Linked DNA regions of Rattus norvegicus: region 1 is linked to region 2. A link is a contact called in public Hi-C data. All regions are on one chromosome and are shown on one strand. The core of a region is the stretch at or near the end of the contact, and the rest is flanking DNA. Distances in the headings are between cores, read along the strand shown. Region 1 holds the start of C2h3orf80 (similar to human chromosome 3 open reading frame 80). Region 2 has its middle 75 kb from the start of C2h3orf80.

Region 1 (3,798 bases), core at 1,089-3,588, 75 kb before region 2:
AACAGGTTGGGTGAACCCATCTTTGCACATTACTGCAAATCTTCAGGTTTGAACAAAAGTTACAAGTCCGTTTTTACGTTTAGAATGGATTTGCAGAATGTATCTCCGATGAAAAACAGAGAAGGAAGTACAGGCAAGCCATCTTGCTCCACCGTGTGGCGTGTGTATACTCATGATCCTTCCACGATACACATCAGAGCCGGGCTACACAACGCACACAGTGATTATAAAAAGTTATGTATTATGCTTCAGTACTAAAAATAAAATATACTCTCAAATAGTGAAAATAAGATATCCTTCATGTTTTTATGTCACATTTCCTGCTTGACGCTGCCCTCCCCCCTTTAATGAAATGATGTGCAACACTGTATCAAACACGCGGGCGATTTCTTGACGATGACTGGCCTAAAACAAAACTGATTATCTTGTCAATTTGTTGAATTGTCTAATGCATGATAAAATAGAAAAATACAAGACAAAACAAACAGTCTACAAACTGAAAAATCAAAGCCCGTCGGTACCATATTGCAAATACGGTCTGGATTAATAAGTTGCCACATCTTGAACAGATGCAGCCGCTAAACCATCCATCATGGTATCCCTTCCCCAACAAAACTGTGAGCCATCAGCTGTAACTATTTGCTCGGCCAGGAAGACGCCAAAGGGTTTTCTGGGTCCTTCTCAAGGGATCCCCTCACAGCCAAGTACTGCTTCCACAGACCTGCATGTAGCAGTCACTGGTCGAGGTCCAGAGCCAAAGGCTCCTGACTATTATGTCCTGGGAGACTGTGACCTGTCCGAGCAGGAGAGCAAGGAATGAACCTGTGCTCCTTCCCTTTTAACCTTAAAGCAAGCCGCGGGTCTCTAGACACACCAAATGGTTTCCGTGTTCTTTTGGATTGGAGAAGCAGGCACTTACAGTGAACACAAGGGGAGGCATGGCAGAGGGCGGGGACGACCGTCCAAGAAGAGCTGGGGGGGCTAATCCAAAGCCATTGCCTCGCCGAGCTGCCTAGCCTTGAGCCCAAAGAAACATAGAAAACCACAGATTCCCCGGGAAGCGAGAGGGAGGGGGCTGACCCCGACTTAGGCGCCAGGCTACAGGTTGTGCGGGGATGCTAGGTGTGATCAGAGGCAGTCAGTGACGGCTGCCAACACACCTGCAGTTGAGTGCCACCCACAGCCCCCAATCTTGTACGGTCCCGGCGATCCCCGTGAGGCTCCCTGCACTCAGATGAGCGGGAAACGGCCCTGGCCGCCGTCGGGGTCCCCGGCACTGCCGCCTCGCGGGCGGCCGAGCACCGACACCGGCAACACGACCTCCGCCGGGTTGAGCTGCTGCAGCCGCATGGATTCCTCATAGGTGGGAAGGTACTTGACCTCCTCGTAGCTGGGCAGCTGGAGAAAGACCGGTGACACCACCCGCAGTTCGTGCTCCGAAACGCTGGATGGGGGCAGGCGTCCGCCACCTCCTCGGCCCCGACCACCGCCACTGTCCAGCAGTGAGTCCTGCGAGCCCGCCGCCACCTCATCGCGCAGCAGAGCGGGCGAGTCGTCGTCGTCGTCGGGTGGCCCCGCTGTCCCCGGCGGTCCGGCACCCCCGGGAGGCCCCGGTCGCGCCTGGCCAGGTCGCGCCTGGCCACGCGGGTACCTGCGTGGGCTGGGGCAGATGATGCGCTGCAGGAAGTAGCCGATGGCGAAGAGCACCAGCAGGATGAGCAGCCCAGAGAGCTTGCGGACGAACCAGCCCACGTTGTCTAGGAAGGCGTGGAGCGGCAGCTTGCAGCAGCGCACGGCCGTGGCGTTGGCCGAGTCGCAGCAGCGCTCCCGCTCGCCGCACGCCAGCTCCGCGCAGCCCCCGCCGCCCCGGGAGGGCGCCACCAACGCCAGCGCCAGCAGCAGCAGCAGAGGCAGCAGCGGCGGCGGCGCTGGAGCCACCGACAGGCCCTCGGTGGTGACCCCGGGACCCCACATGGCCAGCGCGGATCTCCGCCGGGGTCCGGGACCGCAAGGCTCGGAGCTCCGTCTGGCCCGGGCGCTGCTGCCGATGGGTCCCGCGCGCGCCGCCTCCCGCGCCTCGGCTACCTGCGGCCCGAGCGGTGCTCACTTGGCCACGCTGGAGAGGGAGGAGGAGCCCGGGACGCGCCGAGGCTGCGGGAGGCGGCTGCTGCTCACCGCTGTCGCCGCCTCGGGAACCTGTGACCTGGAGTCCGAGGGCCGCCCGGGTGCCAGGGTCCCGGGAGAAGCGTGCGGAGCCGCCGGGATGAACAGAGCAGGCTGGCGCTGGGTCTCTCTGGGCATCTCGGCCGTCGCCGGCCACGCTCTTCTTCCGGCACCTGGGTACCCCGCGGCGCTGGAAGGGTTAAGGCTGAGCTCTCAGCCCCGGAGCCCCTTGATCTTGATTAATTCAGCCAGCGCGCTCTTCCCGGCCAGACGGGCGGGGCGCTCTCTCTCACTAGCGTAGGTGTCTCAGTTTTAAGTGATTGGATTTCCCCGGGAATATTATTTAAATTGACTCGGACCGGGTTCCGCTTACAGTCTTTCTTGTGATCTTTCTGATTAAAAATGAATGATGGCCACTAATGGCCAGTGCAGCCTCATTGCTGCCCTAAGGGTGGGAACTGCTGGATAGTTCTGCTGACAGGTAGGTCCAGGTTGTTGGGGAGCCGGGACCCTAAGGAACTCCAGAACAGGTAAGAATTCTTTGGAGAGGCTCAAGTTACAGCCACAGAAGTAGCCCCAGAGGGACAGAGAAGCACTCTGTTGAGGTGACTCAGCTCATCAAGGAGAGAAGACCCCCTATTTCCCAGAGGCTCACCAACTCAGATCTTGGCTTTCCTTTGCCCAAAGAGGGATAGCAGAATTGTGGGGTGCAGGGGCTCCCTCCTGCAGCATAAATAGCCTATCTGTGATGGCGGAGGGGAGCGGGAAGCGGTTGGCAAAGTTCCTGAGCACTATCTGAAGGTCTTTTTCAAGGTTATTTTTGTTTGCAAAATCTTACTTTAAAGGAAACAAGCACTGTTTCTACTTAGTTCTTCGGGCAGTTTACGTTCATGCCACCAACCCCTGGAGAAAGGCTCAGCACATCCAGACCCTTTAGGCACATCTGCTGGGTGATGGAGCCCCCCCTGAGAAAGCCACTTTGATTGAGGCAGTATAAAACAGACACACGCAGAAGGACTCACTGAAGAGAAAAACTAACAGGGAAATTTGAAGGTTGGTGTGAGAAAATAAGTAAACGGATATAAAGTGCCGGAACAGACTCAGCCATGAGCCAAGCTTTCTCTCCTGAATAGAGAAGTCGAACAAGCAGAACGGGATGGGTAGGGGTGGGGTTGATGGAGATGGAGTGGGTTGATGGAGATGGGCCATGGCCCAGCCTAAATGAAAAGTCTTCTAATACTTCTTTGGGTGGGAGCACCTTGCTTTGCTTGAACTTCAGAATGATGCTGTCTCTTCTAGGAAAAGTGTCTGTGAAACTTCCTTAAGCACAGGACTTTACTAAGTTCTTATGAAGCCAAAACATTCTCTGGCCATGATCCACGGGGAAGGACTGAGGCCTAGTCCACCCATAAAGCTTAAAAAAACAAAACAAAACAAAACAAACAAACAAAAAAAACCAATGCTTTCAAGCTATAGCAAGTTAGGGGGATGGAAGAGATTTTTTTTTTTTTTTTTTTGATACAGTGCCGGTATCTTTTTGCTGTACTTACATTGAGAAGGTATACTGAGTATGTTCTGTATTCGGGAACCCTGCTAATTGATAATAAATAAATAAATAGCCTCCCAAGAATGGTG
Region 2 (3,452 bases), core at 108-2,607:
GACACACTCTCTGCATGCTGACACACTCTCTGCATGCTGACACACTTTCTGCATGCTGACACACTCTCTGCATGCTGACACACTCTCTGCATGCTGACACACTCTCTGTATGCTGACACACTCTCTGCATGCTGACACACTCTCTGTATGCTGACACTCTCTGCATGCTGACACACTCTCTGCATGCTGACACACTCTCTGCATGCTGACACACTCTCTGCATGCTGACACACTCTCTGCATGCTGACACACTCTCTGCGTGCTGACACACTCTCTGCGTGCTGACACACTCTCTGCATGCTGACACACTCTCTGCATGCTGACACACTGCATGCTGACACACTCTCTGCGTACTGACACACTCTCTGCATACTGACACACTCTCTGCATGCTGACACACTCTCTGCATGCTGACACACTCTGCATGCTGACACTTTCTGCATGCTGACACACTCCTGCATGCTGACACACTCTCTGCATGCTGACACACTCTCTGCATGCTGACACACTCTCTGCATGCTGACACACTCTCTGCATGCTGACACACTTTCTGCATGCTGACACACTGCATGCTGACACACTCTCTGTGTACTGACACATTCTCTGCATACTGACACACTCTCTGCATGCTGACACACTCTCTGCATGCTGACACACTCTCTGCATGCTGACACACTGCATGCTGACACACTCTCTGCATGCTGACACACTCTCTGCATGCTGACACACTCTCTGCATGCTGACACACTGCATGCTGACACACTCTTTGCATACTGACACTCTGTGCACACACATTCTCTCAAACAGGTCAGCATCTTGACTCAGTGCTGGCTAATTGTTCGAGCACCACTTAATTGCTAAAAGTTTGTCTCCAGTGTGGACTTTGTTGGTCTTGGGTTCAGGCTACATGCATTTTCCCTTTTGCTGGGCTTGGCCACTTCACTGAATCAGCTCCCCAAGTCTGAAGCACTGTCCCAGGAAAGAGACGTCTCTTAGTTCCACTTCCTGCTTCCCCTTTGAGTGCTCACAGCCACCACTCACGGGAAGCGTTAGCTCTGTAGCCAATGCACGCAGCGTTTCTGTCAACATTTCACGGGAGAGAAAAGATCTCTGAATTAATCTGTTTAGAAAAGATGCTATAGAGTGCAGCAGTTAGCCTTGCCTGTAACCAAACCACTTCAGACTGGATAATAAAGACCAAAATAGGCCTTGGACTTTCTGAGATTCTGGCCTTTGTTAGAGCTTTTCTTGGGTAAAGCAAAGTAGAAATACATCTCCAGCTCCTGGGGATTCTCCCATTGCTGTGGTTGCACAATGTGGCTCAGAGCGGTGACCTGAGACAGAGAAGGCAAAAAGAACACCAGTTCAGCCCTGGTGCTCAGCCTCCAGACCCTGCCTGTGTAGTTTCTACATCACTGGCTACAGCCTTTCAGCTCTGCTTGCTACCTTCTTGTTGCCAAGGTAACACTGGCTGACAAGTCAATACCCTCCCCTGCCTTCCAAGAAGCTATCATTTTCCCTCTTCACATTCAGCATGATCTCAGTGTGCATCTGCTCCCAACATTCTACCGCTCTGTCTCTAACTCTCAGGGACTCAGCCCCTCAGCCTAGGCATCCACAAGGAAACTCAGCTCCTCGTGCCGAGGGATGAAGCTCCTGCCGTTCACCCTTTCACTGTGTTCCTAGCCTCAGCTTTTCCCTGCTACTTACCCATCTTTAACCACGTCCTCCCAGATGTTCCCAAAGCCTTGGACTGTCCCTTGGCCAACTTCCAGCTTCCTGCTTCCCTCTCTGTCCCACCAACCACACTTTCCTGACTGTTTCTGTCACTGGTTCATTCTTTCCACAGGGCCCTTCTCCTTCAGGGTTTGGTAATGGTGTTGGGCGCCATCTTTAACACATCCTGTTTTTTTTTTTTTTTTTTGAGAAAGGATTTTTCTGTGTAGCCCTGGCTTGTGTAGCCCTGGCTGTCCTGGGATTCACTCTGTAGACCAGGTTAGCCTTGAGTTCAGAGATCCACTTGACTCTGCCTCCTGAGTCAAGGGGCATGTGCCACCACCACCTGGCTTAAATACTGGTTTTTATTGTTCATTTCTTTCTATGGTCCAACTCCTAGTGACCCCCGACACAGCATTCAACAGTGTAGCTGCACACTGCTAACCTCCACCAAGGCTGCCTCCTCATAATACCATCTGCACTTCCCTGACAGCCACTGGCCTGCAGAAAGCCTGTTCACTGAGAGAACAAATATTTCTTGTCATTCTAAATCACCTTTGTTTGATTCCATTTGCTCTGGTGTCTCTTTTTTTTTCCTGGTTTTATCAGGGTCTGAGGATTTTTCTTTTTTACCTTTTAGTTTTGAAGCACCTTCAGATTTTAAAATAAATGGCAAAACTCCCACATTTCAATCTCTAAATGTCAACACCTTGTAACCACAGTACAAGGATTGAAACCAGACATTCAGAACTCCATTTTTCTAAAACAGGATCCGGATCCAGGCTCTCAGGTTACATCAAGTGCCATGTCTGTTTCTTAGACTCTCTAATCTAGACGGCTCCTTCTCCCTTTGTCTTTTAAGACACTGAACCTTTGGAAGGGCATTGCTTTTCAGCTAAGATTGGGTTTGTGTAACACCTTCTCACGGTCATACATAGGTTTTCAGATATTTGCTAAGAAAATCCTTCACAGGTACCATGCAAAACAGAGCATGCCTATAATCTCAGCATTTGGGATTCAAAAAACCAGAAGTTCAAGTTCTAGGAAGTACCTATGCCCCAAAACAAAGCAACCAACCAAGCAAGCAATAAACCCAAATACTGGAGATGTAGCTTGGTGATAGAGTACTTGCCTCATAACACAGGGCTCAGGCCCTATTCTTGGTACCACAGAACAAACGAATCTCAACAATAGAAGTAGCGCCCACCACACTGTGTCGGGGGCCTGAGATGCCTATTTGTGTGTCACTGATAATGGGGATGTGGACCATTTGACCAAGGTAGTTCCGACAGGATTCGTCACTCTCAAGCTGTTCTTTTCCCTGTGTAATCAATGGGACCCTTGTAGGAATCTGTGTAGCTCTGTTCCCTTTGTCACACTCCTGTGCAATGATTTTAGTATCTTTTGCTATTCTGGACGTCAATGATTATTGCCCTAGTGGCTTTCTGATTCCCCGATTTTAAAGGGGCTGGAGAAGTAGTTTCTCCATGATGTATTGTGCAGTACTAGCTCCAGGATGACCACAATGCTTCCTGCGAATGAATCTTGGGCATTTCAGGTAGACTCTGGATCACTGGGCACTTTAATATGAATTTCTTTCTTTCCCTTTTTTTCTCTGCCCCCCATCTCCTATTTGTGGAGACGAAGAGGCTCTCCTGATGGGATGGTGGTATTCTTGATGAGACACCAAGAAGGGCTATCACAAGTAAATTGATCATGACTTAATTATTAATTCA

The links. A called contact is a pair of places that touch in the nucleus more often than the background predicts.
Region 1: a Hi-C map of prefrontal cortex shows a contact between it and region 2, with 2.4 times the contacts expected there. The contact joins the promoter of C2h3orf80 here to the enhancer-like site in region 2. A contact is called at or near these places in 2 of 12 Hi-C or Micro-C datasets (frontal cortex and prefrontal cortex).

The regions. Positions count from the first base shown.
Region 1 is chr2:155,433,827-155,437,624 of GRCr8, reverse strand. C2h3orf80 (similar to human chromosome 3 open reading frame 80) reads right to left here and starts at 2,338. Exons shown (of 1, transcript NM_001399852.1): 1 at 1-2,338. The coding sequence starts at 1,974. The coding sequence ends at 1,231.
Region 2 is chr2:155,358,441-155,361,892 of GRCr8, reverse strand. No RefSeq gene overlaps it. Among named protein-coding and RNA genes, the nearest start is that of C2h3orf80, 75 kb to the left of the region's middle. Within about 2 kb of position 1,357, at least 18 of the 93 cell types and tissues checked have an H3K27ac peak or open chromatin away from gene starts, as enhancers often do. A contact at or near this core is called in prefrontal cortex, where this site is marked.